Linked DNA regions of Capra hircus: region 1 is linked to region 2. Evidence: chromatin contacts called from public Hi-C data. All regions are on one chromosome and are shown on one strand. Each heading gives the region's core, a stretch centred on a gene start, on an enhancer-like site or on the middle of the called end of the contact. The rest is flanking DNA. Distances are from core to core; before and after follow the strand shown.

The links. A called contact is a pair of places that touch in the nucleus more often than the background predicts.
Region 1: a contact with region 2 is called in a Hi-C map of blood, with 1.8 times the contacts expected there. The contact joins two enhancer-like sites. A contact is called at or near these places in 2 of 5 Hi-C or Micro-C datasets (both in blood).

What each region holds. Positions count from the first base shown.
Region 1 is chr2:9,830,911-9,838,146 of ARS1.2, forward strand. SLC9A1 (sodium/hydrogen exchanger 1) reads right to left here. Exons shown (of 12, transcript XM_018056627.1): 5 at 6,879-7,081; 6 at 5,312-5,401; 7 at 4,785-4,855; 8 at 4,489-4,662; 9 at 4,155-4,269; 10 at 3,888-3,989; 11 at 2,373-2,445; 12 at 1-1,808. The coding sequence ends at 1,462. Among named protein-coding and RNA genes, the nearest start is that of SLC9A1, 49 kb to the right of the region's middle. Within about 2 kb of position 3,986, at least 2 of the 5 cell types and tissues checked have an H3K27ac peak or open chromatin away from gene starts, as enhancers often do.
Region 2 is chr2:9,786,438-9,792,976 of ARS1.2, forward strand. No RefSeq gene overlaps it. Among named protein-coding and RNA genes, the nearest start is that of FAM46B, 29 kb to the left of the region's middle. Within about 2 kb of position 2,849, at least 1 of the 5 cell types and tissues checked has an H3K27ac peak or open chromatin away from gene starts, as enhancers often do.

The sequences.
Region 1 (7,236 bases), core at 2,736-5,235, 46 kb after region 2:
TGTGGTGGCTTTGAACACGGTTGTCAACGTCACCCTTGCATGGGGACTCCTGCCCAAAACAGCACTTTCATGGAGAGGAGGGGGAGATGAGCACCCTCTGCCCAGTCCACTGGGCAGGGGGATGCTCTGACTATTGCACGATCCTGGGGAAAGGAGTACCCTAGAGAGAAGGACAGAGATCACCAGGCCTGGGCCGGGCCCATGGCAGCCTCGGGAGTAGGCCTGTATTTCTGTGAGCAAAGGCCTCTGGGGCCAGGGCTCCGCTCACCCACCAGCCCCGGCCAGTGGGAGATGCTCAGGGGACACCCTGCCCCCCTCCCAAGGACAGGGCTCTACAGCAAGCTGAGTGCAGTGCTTACAAGAGAGGTTCCAGGGGCCAATGGGGGCGGGGAGCGGGAGGAGAGAGAACAGGCCAGCAGGAGCTGAGGGCCAGGCCCAAGAGAAGGAAGGTCCCAGGAGGCCCAGCATCTATGAGTTAGAGAAAGTCACCATTGGGGCGTCCGTGTGTGTGTGTGTGTGTGTGTGTGTGTGTGTGTTGGGGGTGGGGGGTGGTGAGGTCATTTCTGAAATCAGAGCCCTGTGGACAGAGGACTGATTTGGGGAAGTGTTGGGCAGACAGGCACGTATGCGGATGAGTGATGCTCTGGAGTAGGATGGCAGGAGTTCTGTTCAGGCAGGGGTTTCAAAAATGTTTTAAAAACAGGAATGCCCTCTGTGCAAATAGAATCGTACATGGAAGTGTGAATAAACAAAACAGATAAAAAGGCAGCACTCTCTGGAGCTCCGATCAGCAGCCCCTGAAGGGCCCAGTGGTCCCTGCTGGAGCCCAGTTTGGAGAAGCTGAGTCCCAGCTCCAGACAGAGCTCAGAGGTGCCCTCAGCCTGCAGCTCTGAGTAAGGACAGGTCAAGTGAGGTGGCCAGGGTGAGAGCCGGCGGGGGGACGGTATGGCCACGGTCCCCAACCCCTCCCCAAGTCCAACGCCTGGTCCCCTAGTCTCTTCCCTGTTAATGGAGGCCCCGGCTCCTTCCCTTCCCAGGAGGGACCAAGGCTGAGCCAGAGGCTCTTTGGTTAGAAACTTAGATTGACTTGAATGAGTAGGGTGACGGAATGGGAGGGAGCCCGCAGAGGTCTAGGGGACTCAGAGGCCCTGGTCAGGGTAGGGAGAGAGCTTGGCTCGGGAGGGGGCAGGGTTTGCCTCACAGCCAGGCAGGTCCGCCTCCGAAGGATGGATCAGGAAGGCAGTTCTGGCGGGAGGGAGGGCGCTTCCCGGGAGGCAGGGGGAAGCCGTGCTGCGGTGGGGGCTGTGGGCCCAGCTGCCATGCGGTGGGGGGGGCTGGGGCCAGTCCAGGTTGGGAAGGATGAGGGGAACACCCCCCACCCTCCACCGCCCCGCGAGCAGCCCTGGCTCTGGTAGGAGAGTCCGTGGTGGGAGGGCACCACCCGCTGGCCCCCCCTCCGTGCTACTGGCCCTTGGGGATGAAAGGCTCTCCCTCCCCAGGCTCGGGGTGTGGGCCTGGGTCACTGAGGCAGCGCTGTATCCTCTGAGAGCTGGGGCTGTCGCTCGGCGCCGGGGTGAAGACGTCGTCGGTGCCCGGGGACGAGGGCTCCTTGGTCCGCATCGTGAGGCCCCCATCGGGGTCCTCATCGTCCTCCTCCTCCTCGGCCAGCCTGCCCGGATCCCGGCTCAGCCCCAGGACCTTGCCCTTCAGCTCCTCGTTCACCAGGTCCACGGACTCAGGTGACTGCGGGGAGGCCGGGTCAATGGTGATCACAGGCAAGTCGGCCTTGGGCTCATAGGCCAGTGGGTCTGCGAACCAAGAGCAAGGCACACACTGGCTTCCGGCCCTGAGCCCTCCCAGTACGTGGCCCACCTCTGCCCGCAAAGAGTCAGCCTGTGAGTGCGGTCATCCTGGTATGCTTCAAGTCACTCTGCACGGGCCTTTTACGAGGCCAATAGTTCCTCCTCCCCTCGGACTGTGCTCTCCAAGGTAGGACTGTGCTCCCCTGCTCAGCCCTGGGGCTCCCATAGGAGTCCCTGCTTCAACGAAGAGCCAGGCTCCCTCCTGAGCCCCATGTCCTGGAAGGCCTGCCTTGGTCCCCCACATGTCAGAGAGCCCAACAGTGCAGCCCCCTCCAGCCTCCCCGCGGGCACCCAGCTCCTCAGCGTGAGCCCCTCTGTGGAGCACTCTGTCCCTGGGGAGGACGGCAGGGCCACTTTTCTGGGGGGCCCCCCTCTGGTGAACCCCCAACTCCACCTGACATAGGAGGAGTTCACGGCTTGGCCCATGAGAAGCCCATCCTCCCTGCAGGCTCTCTGAGGCCCGTGCCCAGCCTCAAGGCTCCTCGCGGGGCCCCCCATGGCCTGCCTTACCTGAGCCGATGCGGGCCCGCGACATGGTGGGCGAGTCCAGCTTGTGGGCCGGCACGGTCAGGTAGTTGCTGATCTGACAAAGGAAGAGCAGGTGGGGGCAGGGGGGTGAGCAGAGGCACCCCGGGCCGGTGGCCGCACACCCTTCTTTGTGTGTCTGGGGTGCCCGCGCCCTCTCCACCCATGCCCGTGGCAAGCCTGAGCCAGTGCTGGGTCCTGAGGGCCTGGCCCAGCCTCTTGTCGAGCTCCAGGGTGACCCTGAACACTCCCACACTGTCCCACCTCTCCCATGGGGGTACCAGCCCAGCCTCTAGCTCCTGCCCTCATTTGTCCCTAAGGACAGACCCACAGTCGACCTCAAGAATGTCACCTGGGCCCTGGATGACCCCCGAGATTCTCAATGCAACACGCTCCAGCTGAACTCAGCTACTTATCTTCCTTCAAAACCTGCTCCTTCCTTGGTGTCCCCTCAGCCACGCCACCCGCCTACCCCAATCAAAGGCCAGCTGTGACCCCTGCCTCCTTTTCCTCTTCCCTCGGTCCCACCTCAAACTGGTAACCAAGTCCTGCCACTCTGACCTCCTAAATGTCCCTTGAATTCTGCCTGCTCCTCCCCTACCCCGCCACCCCCCTAATCCACCCGCACCCCTTTCCACGTGCTTCCCTCGCTGAGAACCGTTCATGACTTCTCCATGCTTTGGAAGAAAGCCCAAACCCTTAACGCCATTAACAAGCTTCCTTGAAAGCTGAGCCCCTCAGTCTGTGGTCAGGAACTTGTGTATAGTTTCTTTCCTTCTGCCTGGCCCTTCTCCTGCCCACACTCCCTCCCCCAAGACTCTCATTCCTAAGCGCACTCTGACCACTTCCTTGTTTGAGGTGCTCAGAGCCCCTTGCACTTCCAGTTCTGCCCGGGGCCACTGTGTGCTCCATAAGGGAGGGACTGGGCTGATGCACCACCGGATACACGGAGGCAATTCTGCCGCTTGGCACTTAGGGAGAGCTCCACAAATATTTTCCTGAACGAATGAATGAAGGCATGTGTGTCTTGCTTTCTGATTCTGAGCCTTAGTTTTCCTTTCCTCTGAGCCTTAGTTTTCTCACTAGAAAATGAGAGGTTAGAGCACGTGGATAGACTCTTCTAGATCTGATACCCGAGGACACAGTGGGGAACGGGGGCCTCTTTGCTGCTCTGAGTGGAGAAGAGGTGGAGAAGGCAGCTTTCTGGAACTTTCCCTGGGGCTCAGCCTTTGAAACACATGGGGGGTGCGTGTGTGTGTGTTCAGTTGCTAAGTTGTGTCTGACTCTGCAACCCCATGGACAGGGGAGCCTGGAGGGCTACAGTCCTGAACACAGGAGAGCTACAGTCCATGGAATTTTCCAGGCGAGAACACTGGAGGAGGCCAAGACACCAGATGGGAGTGGCTCTGTCTCCCAGAGGGCTGGGTGGTGGTGATGCAGGCAGAGGAAGAGCCCAGGTTTCCAGAGAAAGGCAGGAGCCGGCTCCAGCTGCAGACACACCTTCTGCTCCAGTTGCCTGGCCTTCTGTCTCCGGAGCAGCATCTGGTTCCAGGCCTCCTCGTAGGGGTCGGCCACCAGCGTGTGTCTGTTGTAGGACCGCAGCTGTGGGAGGAACAGCTGTCAGGCAGGCCCAACCAGGCCCCGGAAGCTGGGCCTGGAGGGGCTGGGGAGGCTCTGGGCATGTGGAGCAGAGGAGGGTGGGGCGGGGCGGGGGCAGGGGGCTCCTCTGCGGTAAGTGAAGTGGGCCGGGCAGGGGCAGCCCCTCACCCTCTGCCTGGTCTTCTGCAAGTTGTTTCTCAGGATTTTGCGGATCTCCTCTTCCTTGTCCTTGGACAGTGCTGGTAGGATGCGCTCGGCCGGCAGGGACTTGGGGTGGATGTTCCTGGGATAACAGGCCTCAGATTAGAAAATTCCTGGGACTCTGGGGGCTGGGGCAGGACAGAAGGGTCCCCTGGGGATGATCCGGTTGGGTGCGCCAAGCCTTGGGTCCTCAGTGTGATCTGCCCGCCCGGTGGAATGACCTAGGGACCCGCTCCAGGTGGGTGTTGAGGGGTCAGCATGTGGCTTGCAGAAGCGGCCGGGGTTGGCCACTAGCACTCACTGCATGGAGACGGTGGAGACGGCCGAGGGGATCTTGCCCATGCCCCCACTTTCCACCAGCTCGATGGCCTGCTTCATCTCCATCTTGTGGTAGAAAGCGATGAGCTGGGGCTCCTTGGAGCGCTCACCAGCTATCAGACACTTCTTCACGTACTTCTTATTAAACCGGTTGAGCCTGGTGGGAGGTGGGAGGAGATGGGTGAAGCTGGCTTCTGCAATGGGAAGATGCCCAGGCCCCTGGGGGGAGACCCTTACCGGCCCCTCCCCGCCCTCCTGCCCACTAGGCCTGCCACCTACTTGTCTTTCCAGTGGTGGTGGCCGTAGTGGCCACAGATGTCCTCGATGCCTGTCAGAAGGTGGTCCAGGAACTGAAACGTGCCCAGGGCCAGGTCAAGCCTTACTACTGGGCTCCTTCCGGACCAAGACTCCTGAATGGGCCCCCACCTTCCACCCCAGTGCTGCTCTGCTCAACCCAGCCCTGTAGTTCCAGAAGCAGCCAGGAGGTGGCGCCCACACCCCACTCATCCTGAAGCCCTGTGGACCCCTCCAGCCCTCTGCCACTGGGGCCCAGCTGAACCCTCTTCTCTGAACCCACTTGTGCCCAGCACCTGGGCCAGGTTCCTGCAGAGGCAGAGACGGCATGACGCCCTCTCCTCAGGTTCCTGGCTGCTCACACCACCCCTCGCTATGGGGTGACCTGGTGTCCTCAGGAGGCACTGGATGAGGGAGGAGGGGCTGCCTGAGGACATGGATGCAAGGCCTAGCTGACCCCAGCTCCCTAAGCCTCCTCCTGCAACACAGGGCCCAGGCCCAGCTGCCGGTACCTGCGTGTGGATCTCCTCGTTGATAGAACGCTTCGTTTCTTGCTTTTTCTTCACAGCCAGCAGGTCTACCAGGGGCCGAATGGTCATGCCCTGGGGGGTGGGTGGGTGTCAGGCACTCCAGTTCTGCCACCCTGGCCGGGAGGCCACAGAGGTCCTCCACCCTAAGGTCCCTGAGCCTGGGATGCCCTTTGCTCTGACGTCCCCAATCTCCCAACATCCAAGCTGCGCTTATATTAAGCCCACTTACTCCTGAAGACATGGCCAGGGGGTTCACATCCAGCCAAGGGACTCACACACAAGCCAGCTAGCCCGGGCCAGAGTTCAAGTGTGAGCTCCACCACAAATGCACTGTCACCTAACAGGGAAGACCACCTCTGCTCTGGCCCCCTTGCAGGTTTTTGACCCAGAAGGACCCAGTAAGGACAGCAGTAGCTAATCTAACTGCACACTTGTCAAGTGCCAGGGCCAGTGGTGTTTTCACTAGAATTAGCATTTCAATACCTGCAATGACCCCTTCCTTGTCCCCATTGTACAGATGAGGAAACTGAGACTGAGAGAGGTCAAGTAACTCCCTAAGGTCTCACAGAAGTAGTAAAGCCGGATTCAAACTCAGGCAGGGAGGTCCCTACCTCAATGCTGCGTTCATTAAAAACTGACTTAGTAAACCAACTGCAAAATAAGGTGATAAAATATTTTGGAAGATGGAAGCAGGGCAAGATGATCAAAGAGGCAACCTCTTCTCCTTTTAAAAGACAGAAGACAAGTCCAGCCCCAGGAGGTTTGCTCTACACTGTGCTCTCTGGAGAAGGCAATGATGTTTCCCACTGAGGGCTTGTCTAGGGTTATGATCCAGGAAACATGGAGCAAACACACAGATGAAGTGTTTCTCACTTGCCCAAAGTCACGCGTCAGATAACGAGAAATGGTTTACATCATCTCAAGCTGGGCTCCCTCAGGGACTCCAGGGGTGGGTGAGGTTCTCAGCTAAGCCTGAGTCGTTCAAATGCACAGAAATCACAGCCAACAGCTGGAAGGACTCTTCAGGATCCGCTGGTCCAGTCCCCTCACTTCACAGATAGGGATCTGAGACCCAGAGATGGGAGGAGAATCTTTCCAGGCTCACACTGACAGCAGCAGAGCTCTGGCTAACGATCTCCGACGGCGCCGCTCAGGGGCCGTTTCGCCTTTCCAGCCCCCGTGCTGCGCTACTGCCCCCATTTGACTGATGTGGAAACTGAGACCCTAAGAGAATAAACCACTTCCCCAAATCCCTACCGTGAGCTTCACGGTCCTGCCGACTGGACACACTCCTCTCAGCGCTACCTGGGCTCCTGACTGAGCTGGGCAGCATCACTCCACAGTGACGCGTGACCAGGCTCTTCCTTTGCAACTGAGCACACCGAGGCCTGGAAAGGCGGGGGCTTGTCCAGGGCTGCATGAGGTGCTGCTGGAGCTGGAACTACAACCCATGCTGCCCGCTGCCCTCCTAGCCCCGCTCCGGCATGCACTTCCTCTTTCCTGGCAGGGTCAGGGTCCCCAGGCAGGGCTGCTCTGCCCTGTCCAGCACCTGCACAAAGACGGTGAAAAAGATGACGGTGATGATGGCCGTGAGGAACAGGTCACACATAGGGAAGTGCTTCTTGTCCAGGAGGTAGCCCAGGGAGAAGGCGATGGCCCCTCGCAGGCCCCCGTAGGCGATGATGAACTGGTCCTTGGGGGTCAACTTCACGATGCGGAACTTGTTGATGAACCAGGTCAGGCCCAGCACGCCTGCCAGGGAGGGGAAGCAAGGGGTCAGACTGTCCTAGACCCTCATGCCTTTTGCAGCTGGGAGATTTTCTGTTTGGAGGAAGCCTCCACTGGTAAACCTGCCCAGCTAATTCATATCTCAGGTCCCTCAGTCCAAGGAGCTCCTAATCCCTCAA
Region 2 (6,539 bases), core at 1,599-4,098:
TCTGCTGCACAACACAAATCAGCCATAAATATACATATATCCCCTGCCTCTGACGCCTCCCTCCCGTCCCATCCCCATCCTGACCGTCTGGTCACAGAGCACCAAGCAGAGCTCCTGGCACTCTGCAGCCGCTTCCTGCTAGCTATCTGTTTAACACATGGCAGTGAGTATCTCTCAGTGCTTCTCTGGAGTCATCCCACCCTCTCCTTCCCTTGCTGGGCCCCCGAGTTTGTTATTTACATCTGTGTTTCTATTGCTGTCCTGCAAGTAGTTTCATCAGGACCATTTTTCTAGATTCCATATATATGAGTAAATGTACTGTTTGTTTTCCTCTTTCTGGATTACTTCACTCTGTATAACAGGCTCTAGGTTCATCCAGCTCACTTCCACTGACTCAAGTTCATTCGTTTTTTTATGGCTAAATAATATTCCATTGCGTATATGTACCATAACTTCTTTATCCATTGATCTGTCAATGGACATCTAGGTTGCTTCCATGTCTTGACTATTTTAAATAGTGCTGCTATGAATATTGGGGTACATAACCTTCAGTTCAGTTCAGTCGCTCAGTCATGTCCAACTCTTTGTGACCCCATGACAGGCCTCCCTGTCCATCACCAACTCCCGGAGCTTACCCAAACTCATGTCCATTGAGTCGGTGATGCCATCCAACCATCTCATCCTCTGTCATCCCCTTCTCCTCCTGCCCTCAATCTTGCCCATCATCAGCATCTTTTCAAATGAGTCAGCTCTTCCCGTCAGGTGGCCAAAGTACTGGAGATTCGGCATCAGTCCTTCCAATGAACACCCAAGACTGATCTCCTTTAGGATGGACTGGTTCGATCTCCTTGCCTTATACGTTTAAGTCTTCACCAGTCCCATCTTGCCTTATCCTTCTCCAGACTCTGTGCTCCAGGCACCTTTCAGAGCTTCAGCTTATCTATCTGTAAAGTGGACATATTAATCCCTGCCCATGTCATAGTTGAAGGCCCATGAACGAGGACATGCTCTGTACATAGTCAAGGGCTGGTGCTGAGGTAGTGGAAGACACAACAGTGACGTGCTGGCTGGGCACTGTGGGTGAGTGAGTGTGAGTATGTGAGGGTGTGAGTGTAGATCCGCTTCCGTGGGACTCTTGGAGGGCAAAAAAAACTCCCTCTGCTTCTAACTGTGAGACTTCCAGTTTATTAAATAAAAAAGTAAAAAAGGCTCCATAATACATGGTCTATTTTAAATGTTTACATTTAACAAATGAATGCTTTCAACATAGAGGATACAATGCAAAATAATTGTGCTATTCACAAGATAATTACAGGATTTATAGAAAATATTAATCCACAGTGCACTGCAGGAGGTGTGGGTGGGTGATGAGACACAAGTTTGGATTTGCCTAATGAGCGGCCTGTGCTTCTTTCCCACCGTGTACCTTTGTCACTGCATATTATATCCTCTTTTGGGCATCTCAGCGGCCTCCTAGGCCCAGCTCCATCTGGGCCCCTCCTCCTTGCACTCAGCCCCTTTTTGGCTTCTCTGGAGCTCCTTGAATCAAGGCAGGCGCAATCTTGCCCCCAGGGCATTTGTCCTTGCTGTTCCCCTCATTCCTCAGAAATTGCCATGGATTTTCCATCATATCTTCCGGTCTCTATGCAAAGGGCCCTTCTCAGGAGGCCTTCCTGCACCATCCTATTTAAAACTGCAAACCATCCCCACACTCCCTATTTCATCTTTATTCTTCTCCCTAAAAGCGTTGTTCAACATCGCGCCACCTCCCGCCCCACCCCCACTCTATCTTGGTTTATTGTCTACAGCGTCCCTAGGGCTGGACCATAGCAGGGACTTAATAAACAGGAATGAATTACTGGTTACATCAAAGGACTCTATTTGATGTCCCCTCTGTGAGGCAAAGAGTCGGACACAACTGAGCGACAGAACTGAACGGCACTGAACTGTGAGGCCCAACCCAGTTCCTTGACCTAGTGCCCATGAATTAGAGGACGAATCTCTTCTATCTCATGGGAGTTGGATGTTTGGACCCCAGGGGATCTCTCAGTGCTGTCATCTGAGAGACACTGATTTAAACCAGATGGGGAATGTTATCCCCTGCAGCTCCAGTCTTAGGTCATTCCCCAGGGGCCTCTGGGAACCTACTTACTGTCCCCCGGTGGCCAACCCCCCAAAGTGCATCTGGTGTGGGTAACCCATCAGAGAGTCCTAAAGCTGAGCGCTGAAGAATTGATGCTTTTGAACTGTGGTGTTGGAGAAGACTCTTGAGAGTCCCTTGGTCTACAAGGAGATCCAACCAGTCCATCCTAAAGGAAATCAAAGGAATGGATGAATATTCGTTGGAAGGTCTGATGCTGAAGCTGAAGCTCCAATACTTTGGCCTCCTGATGTGAAGCGGGACTCATGGGAAAGCACCCTGACACTGGGAAAGACTGAGGGCGGGAGAAGGGGACGACAGAGGGTGAGATGGCTGGATGGCATCACTGACTCCACGGACATGGGTTTGAGTGAGCTCCGGGAGTTGGTGATGGACAGAGAGGCCTGGCGAGCTGCAGTCCATGGGGTCATCAGACACAACTGAACAACATCAAGGGTTACGGTGTGCCAGCCTTCGCCTCTCATTCCCTCCTCATCTTATTCCCATTTTGTGGATGAGAAATCTGAGGCATAGTTAAGGGGAGGATTTGTTTTAACGGCAAATCTTGATGAATACCCTGCAGACCTCTCTTTCTCCCTTTATGTTCCTCCTCAAGGCTTAGAATTTGAACTGCACACCGCGCAGACCCTCTCAAGAGCTGGGGCCTCTGCCGGGAGGGCCTCTCCCCGCCCCTCCTTTATGGGCCTCGGCTCTGCTGGTCATCCTTCTCAGCGCTTCAGGGCGGGATGAGGTTAGGTGCCTCCTCTGGGTCCTGAAGCGCCTGTGTATCCTTCTGGCAAAGCTCTGAGGGGTGAGGGGAGGTGGGAGGTGGGGTGCGGGTAGAGGCGGAAGGAACCACTTCTGCCCTTTACTGATCTGTTTTCCGCACCAGGCTACCAGCGCCTTGAGGGCAGGGATAAATTTTCGGGTTTTTAAAGATCTTCATTCATTGATTTATGACTTCATTCATAAATGTTTATTGAGCACCTAGCCTGTGTTCTGAAATCAGTTTTGAGCTCTGGAGACTCAGCATCAGTGCTGTGTGCGCATGCTAAGTCACTTCAGTTGTGACTCTATGGACTGTAGCCCTCCAAGCTCCTCCAAACTCCTCCAAACCCTCCAAGGGAGAGATTTTGACCACCCCAGTTCAGTTCAGTTCAGTTGCTCAGTCGTGTCTGACTCTTTGCGACCCCATGAATCGCAGCACGCCAGGCCTCCCTATCCATCACCAACTCCCGGAGCTCACCCAAACTCATGTCCATCGAGTCGGTGATGCCATCCAGCCATCTCATCCTCTGTTGTCCCCTTCTCCTCCTGCCCCCAATCCCTCCCAGCATCACGGTCTTTCCCAATGAGTCAATTCTCTGCATGAGGTGGCCAAAGTATTGGAGTTTCAGCTTCAGCATCAGTCCTTACAATGAAGACCCAGGACTGATCTCCTTTAGGATGAACTGGTTGGGTCTCCTTGCAGTCCAAGGGACTCTCAAGAGTCTTCTCCAACACCACAGTTCAAAAGCATCAATTCTTCGGCGCTCAGCTTTCTTCACAGTCCAACTCTCACATCCATACATGACCACTGGAAAAACCATAGCCTTGACTAGACGGACCTTTGTTGGCAAAGTAATGTCTCTGCTTTTGAATATGCTGTCTAGGTTGGTCATAAATTTCCTTCCAAGGAGTAAGAGTCTTTTATTCATGGCTGCAGTCACCATCTGCAGTGATTTTGGAGCGCAGTGATTTTGGAGCCCCCAAAAATAAAATCCCCCACTGTTTCCACTGTTTCCCATCTATTTCCCATGAAGCTAGTGCTCAATAAATAGGAGGGAGAAGACGAGGAAGAGGATGGAGGGCAGGAAAGTTAGAGGAATGCTGGTCGGCCTCCCTCTGCCTTTGGATCACCTGGGCAGGCAGTTTCACAAATGACCACGCGGTGGCGCCCGAATCCCAGTTATTTGGTTGTCAGTTAAAAAAAAAAAAAAAATTTTTTTTTTTCCCCTTTAGCAGATGTAGCTGTTTAGCGGAGTAGCTGGCCAGAGAGGCAGGTGGGCTCCTGTGGCTTAGGATGAGTTGAGGCTGGGGTCTGGACATGGAGCCTCTTCCAGCCTCTCTCTCCCTTTGGATTTTCTCTTGGGTTTCTCTGTTCAGGTAAGCAGTCCACCACCTCACCCCTCACTACCCGGCTCCCCTCCCCTCCCAGCCCAAGCCCAAGGCTGCTTCTATGTTGGCCATGATCCTCGACTGCCAGATGATGGGCACTCTGGCCCCTCAAGCCATTTCCGCTTCCCTTTCTCATTCATTAACCGGGCTGGGCTGTCGGGGGTGGGGCATACTTAACTGAACACTTCCCGTAGGCCTTGCAGGGTGGGGAGCCAGAGGAAATGACCCTGTTCCTTTTCTTAGTATTCTGGGGGTGGGGTGGGAGGTCCGAATAGAAACCAATAGAGGCAAAGGAAAACATGCGGGAGTTACTTAAGACTTCCTTCCCATCTGTATTTTCAGCACGCGGTAAATTTATTCTCATTGCACTGATGTGGAAACTGAGGCTGAGAAGTGTTTGGCTAAGTGCATAAATTGCCCTTCTGGCTTGCAGTATCTCGGGCTCCCTCATCAACAGGGGTTGTGGCCCACACTAAGTATATTCATAAATTCATTCAACAGTCTCTACCGAACTCTGCAGATCCAGTGAGAATCACCCCCAGCTCCTGCCCCTGGGCACTGGCAGTCTTGAGGGAGAGACTGGCAGGGAAGCACAGGGCAGCTTGTCCTTGAAGTCAGTGCTGGGTGCAGTGGGGACCCAGAGGATGCTGTTGCTGGTGCCACCTGAACAGGTTGGGGGCATGATGGAAAGGAAGGTCTGAGAGGCTTTGTAGATTCCTCGAGAACCGAAGATCTAATAAAGCGTAATTTCTGAGAAGGTAAAATCATGACCTCATACACACACACAAAATTAATGTGTGTCAAAGATTTTCTTTAACTCTAACTGACAAGGACCCAGCAAGGTGTTAAAAGTAGTTTAAATGAGAATGTTCTCTACTGGACTGAATTCCTTTGCGTGGTTATAAATAGGAATCATTTGCTTGCCATGGGCAGGAATCATTTGCATTATTACCTGTTTTCTACAATTTACTTCTGTCCCTGCAGAGTTATAAAGTCAGTCAAAGGCAATGAAGAGCATACACCCCTAAGGATGAGCTTATCATTAGAGGACAGTTGCTTTGAAAGGACATCCAAGAATCTCTTTTGCCTTTTCCAAACTTTGTATGTTTTCTTGACTAACCCTTGGAAGGATCCATCCCCCTGGGGATCCAGGTGACCAATTTCTAGCTCTAACAGGAGTTGGCCAGTCAGTGCCCGCCAGCAGGTGGCGCTGAGGCAAATTATCAGCAACACCAAAGTGAATTCTGCGACTGGGAGCTGGGGGCTGGCTTCCCAGTTTTCAACCTCTGCTGGCTTTGGGCAGTCAGGTTTCTTGTCTTGAGAATTCCACAGGGCCGGTTCTGAGTTAGCTTCCTGTGAAGTCATTCATTCACTGACTCAGTCATTCAACAAACCTGAAGTCAGCCCCACAAATGATGTTCCTGAGATTCTCCAGAGAATCAGTCCTTGTCTTTGCTTGCCTGGCTTTGCTGCCAGGATTCAGAGCCATCTGATATTCTGAAAAAAATCAGAATCTCTTTACTGTACCCCAGCCCTGCCTACGCCTGCGCCCACTTCCGTTGGAAAACTCACCTCGTCAGAGGTTGAATAAAAGCTTTACTTCTGTAATCTGCTTTTAAGACCTTACCACTCCCATCTTTCAGGTGAGAAAGCAGACTTGAATTCTGGGGCCATCCTGACTGTGCAGAAAGGCTGTGCCCCCAACCACTGAGGCCCAAGAATGGCTGAGATGCCGCCCTAGACCTCACCATTTCCCTGGAAGCTCACACTCACAGAGGCCTGCAGCATAAATGTCACCACCTCAGCCCTTCCCAAGGGTCATGAAAGTTCTTCAAAATGTAATGGGGATGACTACAAACTCAATGCCATCCCAACTCAGCAGAAAGGAGCTCTGGAGTGACCTCACTTCTCTCCTCAGCTGAGACCCCTCCACTCTGGGGTAGAGGCAGCAAGCTCAGGGATGGAGGTGGGCAGCTGAAGGCCTTTGCGGTATTCAAGTCTGCTCTGGGCCACGAGTGGTGGTGGGAGCTATGGTGTGGGGCCACCAGAGGGCGCGTCTGTCCCACTGGGCACTGGGAAGTGGTTTCCAGGAGGGTCCTGCCCTGTACGCAGGGCCCAACGCTATGGAAGAAAGTCTTCCTCCCATCATGGCAGGAGGGAGTGAGTGAGGGTGAGGGTCCCCTCTCCCACAGAGTGACTGTAACATCTGCCTGACAGGTCACCCCACGCTGTTGTCAAGCCC